2 separate regions of the Macaca mulatta genome follow, and region 1 is linked to region 2. The links are chromatin contacts, called in public Hi-C maps. All regions are on one chromosome and are shown on one strand. The core of a region is the stretch at or near the end of the contact, and the rest is flanking DNA. Distances in the headings are between cores, read along the strand shown.

What was found. A called contact is a pair of places that touch in the nucleus more often than the background predicts.
Region 1: a contact with region 2 is called in a Hi-C map of fetal cortex germinal zone, with 2.1 times the contacts expected there. The contact joins the promoter of RMDN3 here to the promoter of RAD51 in region 2. A contact is called at or near these places in 3 of 14 Hi-C or Micro-C datasets (CD4 T cells, cortical neurons and fetal cortex germinal zone).

The regions. Positions count from the first base shown.
Region 1 is chr7:18,097,658-18,101,419 of T2T-MMU8v2.0, reverse strand. It overlaps RMDN3 (regulator of microtubule dynamics 3), which reads left to right and starts at 2,107. Exons shown (of 13, transcript NM_001261760.1): 1 at 2,107-2,116; 2 at 2,522-2,715. The coding sequence starts at 2,529.
Region 2 is chr7:18,029,470-18,033,673 of T2T-MMU8v2.0, reverse strand. It overlaps RAD51 (RAD51 recombinase), which reads right to left and starts at 2,730. Exons shown (of 10, transcript XM_015141943.3): 1 at 692-2,730.

The sequences.
Region 1 (3,762 bases), core at 858-3,357, 68 kb before region 2:
TCAGAAAAAGAGGAGTAATCATCCCTCTCCTTGCCCGAGGGAAAAGACTTTGCGAGCAGAACTTGAGCTAACGAGCACTGGGCGCAGAGATCTGGGCGAGAACGCAAGTCCCAAAAGGCCTGAACATAGGGTATCTCGGACCATTTGCCTAGTCTCTTGCAGAAGTTGGTCAGATCTGTGAGAATGTTAAAGTCTAGAGTGCCTTCTGCAGGCCACTGAGACTGATTATCCAATTTATACTGCGGTCATGCTACTGTGCAGAAGAAAATGAGCCGCTTTTTTTTAGGTCTTGGCTGAGACTTAAAGTCTAGAAATTAGCCAAGAGGCACCTCAGAGGGGATTTTCCGTCTGGTTTGGACTGGGTAGTTCCCATGGTCTTAAGGCGGGCAGTCCGGAGGCAATGGGAGCGTCCTCTCACTGCCACGCGGAGTGCGGGGTATGGTGGCTTCCGGGGAGGTTGGACGTCTCCTAGTCCCTGGTGCTGAGGTCACAGCTGACAGGAGAGAGCCCCTGACACGGCCGTGCGTTTCGGACAGGGACTCCCGGAGGGAGCCTTCAGGACGGGGGAAACTTACCCAGCAGTGATCGAATTGAGTCTTAAATTTGGTGAGACGGCGCCAGGCTTGAGGAGGGGATCCCAGCTCGGGGAGAGGAGAGGCTGCTCGACCCAGCAGGGGTCTGGGGAGGGGGTCTCCTCCCTGGTTTCGGCACCAAATGTAAAGGTAAACTGAGGCTGGAGCTGAACCGGGAACGAAGACACAAGGCAAATAAATGGCAGTGAGAATAGCTTTTATTAGGGCTTGCGGGCGAGGTTCCTCAGTCCAAAGGTGTGGGCCGAGGAAGTCGCGCTGAGGGAGGAGGGTGGGGGCTTCTTATAGCCTGAGAGGTAGGGAAGCTGGTTGTGCAAACAGGGCCTGGGGGGTCTTGAAACTACTAGAGCAGGAGTTGAGTAAGGGTCATGAGGAAGGGGTCTTTGGAAACTGTCGACGGAAATTGCTGTTGACGAACTTGTGGAATGCACGTGAGCTGCAGGTCACTGGGCGTGTGACTGCCCAGCCGGAACTCTGACGCATGTAAGTCTGAGGGTGTGTACAAGGGTGAAGGGAGTCTTTAACAAAAGGCCTGCTACGCCGGGTAACGCTGCCATGTTGGGTCTAGATTCCTGCCTAACAACGGGGTTTCGCCAGGTTGGCCAGGGTGGCCTCGAAATCCTGACTTCCGTTGCCCAGAGTGCTCATGGCTCATTGCAGCCTCCACACCCTGGGCTCAAGTGATCCTCCCATCTCAGCCCCCAGGGCATGTGGGACTACAGTCACATGCCACCACCGCAGGCCTCCTGTATTCTTATATGTATACAGTAACTCACAATTAAAGCGTAAAGAAATATAAGATCTAGTCAAGGGTATTGGGAGAACTGGCCTAGAACTTTCTTCTATCACTAAAGAAAATTTTAACTCTTAAGAAATATTCACAATACAATCGTCATCGTAGTCCATAAAATCGGTCTTTTTAGTTGCCAAAATTAGAAGTTGCATACAATTACAAGAGTAAAATAGAATTATAAAACGGTACGTTAGGTTTAAGGTTTATGGCCGGGTGCGGCGGCTCACGCACTTTGGGAGGCCGAGGCAGGCGGATCGCTGGAGACCAGGAGAGCGGGACCCAGTCTCTACAAAATAAAAATAAAATGTGGGGAGAGGGTGACGTTTTCCAGGTACAGAGGGGAGGTCCGGGCAGAAGCGCAGGGAGAAAGTGTGAATATGCTGAGCGTATTCCGGGAGCAGCAAGTAAGCCGGTGTGACCGGAGGGAAATGGAGGCCTGGATGCCGGACGGTGAGGGTGACTGCGCCAGCGTCCGCCCAAGAAGTCTCCCCGCTTTCCCGCCTTTCCTCAGCCTTCGGACCCTTTTTGCTTTCCTTTTGCGCTGTGCTGACTCCGCCCCTCCGCCGGCGCCCGTGGCCTCGCTCCTGAGGGAAACAGGCCGGGGGTGGGGCCGGCGTGGTCATCTCCGTGCGCCTTCCCTCAGGGCGCCGAGCCGCTGGCGCCGTCTGTCTGACGTCACGGTCACTGACAGCGTGAGCCCGCGGCGGCTGCTGCCATGGTGGCTGGCGGCCGGGTAAGGTTTTGAGTGGGTCTCCTGCCAGGCCAGAGCGCGTTCCTGGGCCGCAGGGGAAGGCCGGGAGTTTGCAGCCAGGGCGGCGGGTTTGTGGTCTGCAGTGTTGTGAGGCTGAGGTGGAGGGTTGAAGGCCCAGAAGCCGTACTCTGTGACCCGGATCGGAGGATGTGCTGGAGGGGTGGCTATGTCCAGGCTGGGTGAGGGGAGCGGCAGTGGGGCCCAGGGGGCTGGAGGAAGCCTTAGGGTTCAGACTGGGATGCAGGTAGTCAGGAGCTCAGGGTTTGGGCAAGGGGGTACCTGCCGGGGTTCTGCCTTGGGGGTGGGTTTACCAGACTCACGAATCTCTCTCTCTCCCTACGCCCGCCCGGCCGCCCGCCTGCTCCCGGTGGCTTCTGCTGGCCGCAGGTGCAGCATGTCTAGACTGGGAGCCCTGGGTGGTGCCCGTGCCGGGCTGGGACTGTTGCTGGGTACCGCCGCCGGCCTTGGATTCCTGTGCCTCCTTTACAGCCAGCGATGGAAACGGACCCAGCGCCATGGCCGCAGCCAGAGCCTGCCCAACTCCCTGGACTATACGCAGACTTCAGAGACCGGACGCCAGGGTAGGAGCCCGTCTCCTGAGACCGCGGTCACTGCAGACTGATGGGCCTGGGGTCTAGGCTGCTTTTGGTGGAGATTGTGGGACAGGGCAACGTAGAGAAGCGCCTTAGGGTTTCACTTTTTTGGAAGCTTGTTGAAAAAGCAGTCGTCGGGCCGGGCGCGGTGGCTCACGCCTGTAATCCCAGCACTTTGGGAGGCCTAAGCGGGCGGATCACCTGAGGTCAGGAGTTCAACACTGGCCTGACCAACATTCAACCAGATGTCAACATGGTGAAACCTTATCTCTACCAAAAATACAAAAATTAGCCGGGCGTGATGGCGCGGCCTGTAGTCCCAGCTACTGGGGAGGCCGAGGCACGAGAATCGCTTGAACCCAATAGGCAGAGGTTGCAGTGAGCTGAGGTTTCACCACTGCACTCCAGCCTGGGCGACAGAGTGGGACTCCGTCTCAAAAAAAAAAAAAAAAAAGGCAGTCATGGTTTTTTCTACTCTTTACCCTGTATTCCCAAGCAAGTATATTTCAAAAAGACTGCTTAGCTGCTTAGCTTTCACTTTTAGTTCTGGCCACACTAGTGCTATGTGGGTGTTAAAGGCACTTGCTTAGTGTTGGGTGAGGTGTGTAATAAGTAGAGAGAATCCAAAAGAGGGCAAAAAGAATAATCTTGTAGGGATTAAAAGTCTTCAGGCTTATGTATTAAATCATATATTTGAATTTGGAGACAACTTGGAAACTATCTCATTCAAGTTTTTTTGTTTGTTTGTTTTGTTTTTTAATCCCTCCTATGAGGAAACCAAGATTCAAAAAGACTGTGTAACTTTCCTGAGGCTGTCACAGATTAAGTGGCAAGGTTGGGCCTGTTGGGCCTGGTCACCTGGTCCAGTGGAGTTTCTAGGGCATAGGGCTAGGAGCACGCTTAATGCAATTGAAGCTGAATGTGGCTGGCAGCCCGCACAGCTGAAATGAGTAGTTCTTTCAAATTTGCAGATTTGTTAATTCATTTGAGCAAAGGATCTAGGGCTGGTTCAAACTACTACCATATTTGTGCAAG
Region 2 (4,204 bases), core at 1,481-3,980:
TCCAGCCTGGGCAACAGAGCAAGATTCCGTCTCAAAAAAAAAAAAAAAAAAAAAAATACAAAAATCAGCCAGTCGTGGTGGCGGGAGCCTGTAATCCCAGCTCCTTGGGAGGCTGAGGTAGGAGAATCGCTTGAACCCGGGAGGCGGAGGTTGCAGTGAGCCGAGATCGCGCCACTACACTCCAGCCTGGGCTAAAGAGCGAGACTTCATCTCAAAAAAAAAAAAAAAAAAAAGTTTTAAGAAAACCAAGCCTCACTTCAGATCATTCTCTAGGCATCATGCGAATGGTTTTCCGCATTAGATGACGAAAATACTGTTTTGGCAATTGCAGGTTGGTACTTTCTAAGCACGGTGTAACGGAAAGACAGACCAAGAATCCGGAAGCCCTGGCTGTGATATTAAACAGCTGTGGCTACACCGCTCTGATCTCAGACTCCTCGCTCAAACTCATAAAACGGGTGTTGGCTATGAAGGCTCTAATGTTTCTCCCCTAGTTCTAAAGACTGGGGTCCACCTGTGTTTTCGCCCCAGCAACTGAGGGTCGGTCGGACGCGGACACGCCCTGCCACGTCCGGGTTTCACACTGTGCGCGGAGACCCCACCTGCCCCTGAGCATTGGACCGGCCAGGACCCAGGTGGGCGACGACGAGCCGCAGCTATAGAGGGCCCGGCCTGCGCCTCACACACTCACCTTGGCCCTCAGCGCTGCTCTTTCCAACGGGCCGCGCGCTCCGACTTCACCCTGCGGGGGTGACACGCGCCTGACCCGCGCGGACCCCAACGCCCCTGGCTTACGCCCCACTTCAAGTCTACTCGCTTGCCCTAGCCTTCTGCGCACAACCCAGACGAGTTTCAGCTCCCAGCTGCACGCCTCGGGAAGCGCCGCGCTCTCCTTAAGGGTCGGTCTCTGGTCGCTGGGCGCGCTCCGCCGGCGGCTTTCAGAATTCGCGCCAAACCCTCTCGCCCAGGGTCACGCCCGCGTCGGCGTAACGTATCTCCGCCTTCCGGATCCGCCTTCTTGCCCCTTCCGCCCTCCGCGCTAGCCCAAGACTGGAACTCGAGAGCTTGATCCTGCGCGAGGTTACGGACTGCCCTCTTCCCTTTTTGCGTAAGGACTAATTCAGACTTTATGCCGGGCGCGGTGGCTCACGCGCGTAGTCCCAGCTAACTCGGGAGGCCGAGGCGAGAGGATCGTCTGAGCCTAGGAGTTCTAGGCCAACCACGGCAACGCCCCTACTCTTACCCTAGTCCCTCGCGGGTGGGGCGAGGGTTTTCGGGGGACGGTGGGGGAAGACATCAGAGTTGCTGTGGTCTGTTTACCAGATCGAAGACTACAACTCCCAAGAGGTAATGCGTCGGCCCGGGACTGCATCTCCCGGCATGCACCGCCGGCGGGCCTGCGAGTTCCTACCGTCATCCCAGCTGGACTATTACCTGGAGCCGGACTATTACCTAGAGCCTTAGCACTCTTGTGGTTTGTTTCAGCAGTATCTGAACGTCAGCTTTTGGCGCTGGTAGCTCTGAGCCTCCGACTCACATTCCTGGAACCAGGTGCTTTCCAGGCCTCATGGAGGTGGAGGAGCTGAGGAAGCTCGAGAAGATGGATAGAAGTGGGAAATGGAGCTATCGGAGGGGAGAGGGAAACGGCTGGAATATTCGTCAATCTGTGGTGCTTTACTGGAGATTTGCAGGACTTCAGAGGAAGGGGGCATTGAATTTCATAACCTAAACCGTCTCGTGGTTTACCAGAAAGTTTTGACCCGTGATTCCGGTTTTAAAGGCTGAGTAGGGCCGAGAATCGCTTGAACCCGGGAGGAAGAGGTTGCAACGAACCGAGATCTCGCCACTGTACTCCAGCGTGGGCGACAGAACGAGAGTGTCTCAAAACAACACAAGCTAGCTGAGTAGGATTTCTTGGGCGAAGTGGAAGACACTATAAGCAGATAGGGTAGTATGGGCATGGAAACAAACTACATGATTAAAGATTAGTATTATCTAGCGAGGGAGGAAAAGTGCCAGAACAAGTGCCGAAACTGGAAAGTTACATTTAGTTCAGGATATGAAGAGGCTTAAGATCATATAAGGCCTGCACAGTGGCTCACGCCTGTGATCCCAGCACTTTGGGAAGCCAAGGCAGGAGAGGATCGCTTGAGCTCAGGAGTTGGAGGCCAGCCTGGGCAACATAGTGGGACCCCATATCTCCAAAAAGAATAAGCTGGGCATGGTGGCTTGTGCCTGTGGTCTCAGCTATCCCGGAAGCTGAGGTGGGAGGATTGCTTGAGCTCAGGACGTCAAGGCTGCAGTGAGCTATGATGGGACACTGCACTCCAACCTGGGCTACAGAGTGAGATCTTGTCCCAAAAAGCAAGCAACAACAACAAAACATGTAAGAAGAGGCCAGGCGCGGTGGCTCAAGCCTGTAATCCCAGCACTTTGGGAAGCCAAGGTGGGTGGATCACGTGGTCAGTTCAAGACCAGCCTGGCCAAGATGGCAAAACCCCATCTCTACTAAAACTACAAAAAGTAGCTGGGCGTGGTGACGCATGCAAGTAATCCCAGCTACTTGGGAGGCTGAGGCACAGAATTGCTTGAACCTGGGAGGTGGAGGTTGCAGTGAGCCGAGATCACCCCACTGCACTCCAGCCTGGGCAACAGAGCAAGACTCAGTCTCAAAAAATACATATATAAGGAGCTTTGTTCTCTAGGTACTGAATAAATCACTGAAAGTTTTGTTTTTTGTTTTTTTTTTTTTTTTGAGACGGAGTCTCGGTCTGTCGCCCAGACTGGAGTGCAGTGGCCGGATCTCAGCTCACTGCAAGCTCCGCCTCCCGGGTTTACGCTATTCTGCCTCAGCCTCCCGAGTAGCTGGGACTACAGGCGCCAGCCACCTCGCCCGGCTAGTTTTTTGTATTTTTTAGTAGAGACGGGGTTTCACCGTGTTAGCCAGGATGGTCTCGATCTCCTGACCTCGTGATCCGCCCGTCTCGGCCTCCCAAAGTGCTGGGATTACAGGCTTGAGCCACCGCGCCCGGCCCACTGAAAGTTTTTAAGAAGACAAGTTATTTGGTTAGATCTATTTCCCCTCCACTATTACTAATTTGTTATTATTATTATTATTATTATTATTTTTAGATGGAGTCTCACTCTGTTACCCAGGCTGGAGTGCAGGGATGCGATCTCAGCTCACTGCAACCCCTACCTCCCAGATGCAAGCGAGTCTCCATGCCTCAGCCTCCCAAGTAACTGGGATTTTAGGCACTCGCCACCACACCCAGCTAATTTTTTGTATTTTTAGTAGAGACAGGGTTTCACCATGTTGGCCAGGCTGGTCTCAAACTCCTGACCTCAGGTGATCCACCTGCCTTGGCCTCCCAAAGTGCTGGAATTACAGGTGTGAACCATCATGCCTGGCTTTTTTTTTATTTTTGAGATAGCGTCTCGCTCTGTTCAAGTTGGCCTTGAACTCCTGGCCTCAAGTGATCCTCCCACCTTGACCTCCCAAAGTGTTGGAATTACAGGTGTGAGCCGTTGCAACGGCCTTATTACTACTTTATATATGTGGAGTGCTTTAAAGTTGACAAAGTTTTTATTTAATCCTCACACTATTACCCTGTGGCATTGAAGAATAGATTTCAGGAGAGTGAAAGTGAAGACAGCAAAAAGGAAGTTGTTGCAATATTTCAGGCAAGAGATGAAGATTTAAATTAGATTCCAATTCTACCTTTTTGGCACCAGGGACCTGTTTTATCAAAGACAGTTTTCTACAGGGCTTGGGGGGTGGGCCTGAGGCAGAGAATGGTTTTGGAATGAAACTGTTATACCTCAAGATCATCAGTTAGATTCCCATAAGGAGTGTGCAATCTAGATTCCTCACAGGTGCAGTTCAAAATAGGGTTTGTGGCCAGGTGCGGTGGCTCAAGCCTGTAATCCCAGCACTTTGGGAGGCCGAGACGGGCGGATCACAGGGTCAGGAGATGGAGACCATCCTGGCTAACCCCGTGAAACCCCCGTCTCTACTAAAAAATACAAAATAGGCCGGGCGCGGTGGCTCAAGCCTGTAATCCCAGCACTTTGAGAGGCCGAGACGGGCGGATCATGAGGTCAGGAGATCGAGACCATCCTGGCTAACACGGTGAAACCCCGTATCTACTAAAAAATACAAAAAAACTAGCCGGGCGAGGTGGCGGGTGCCTGTAGTCCCAGC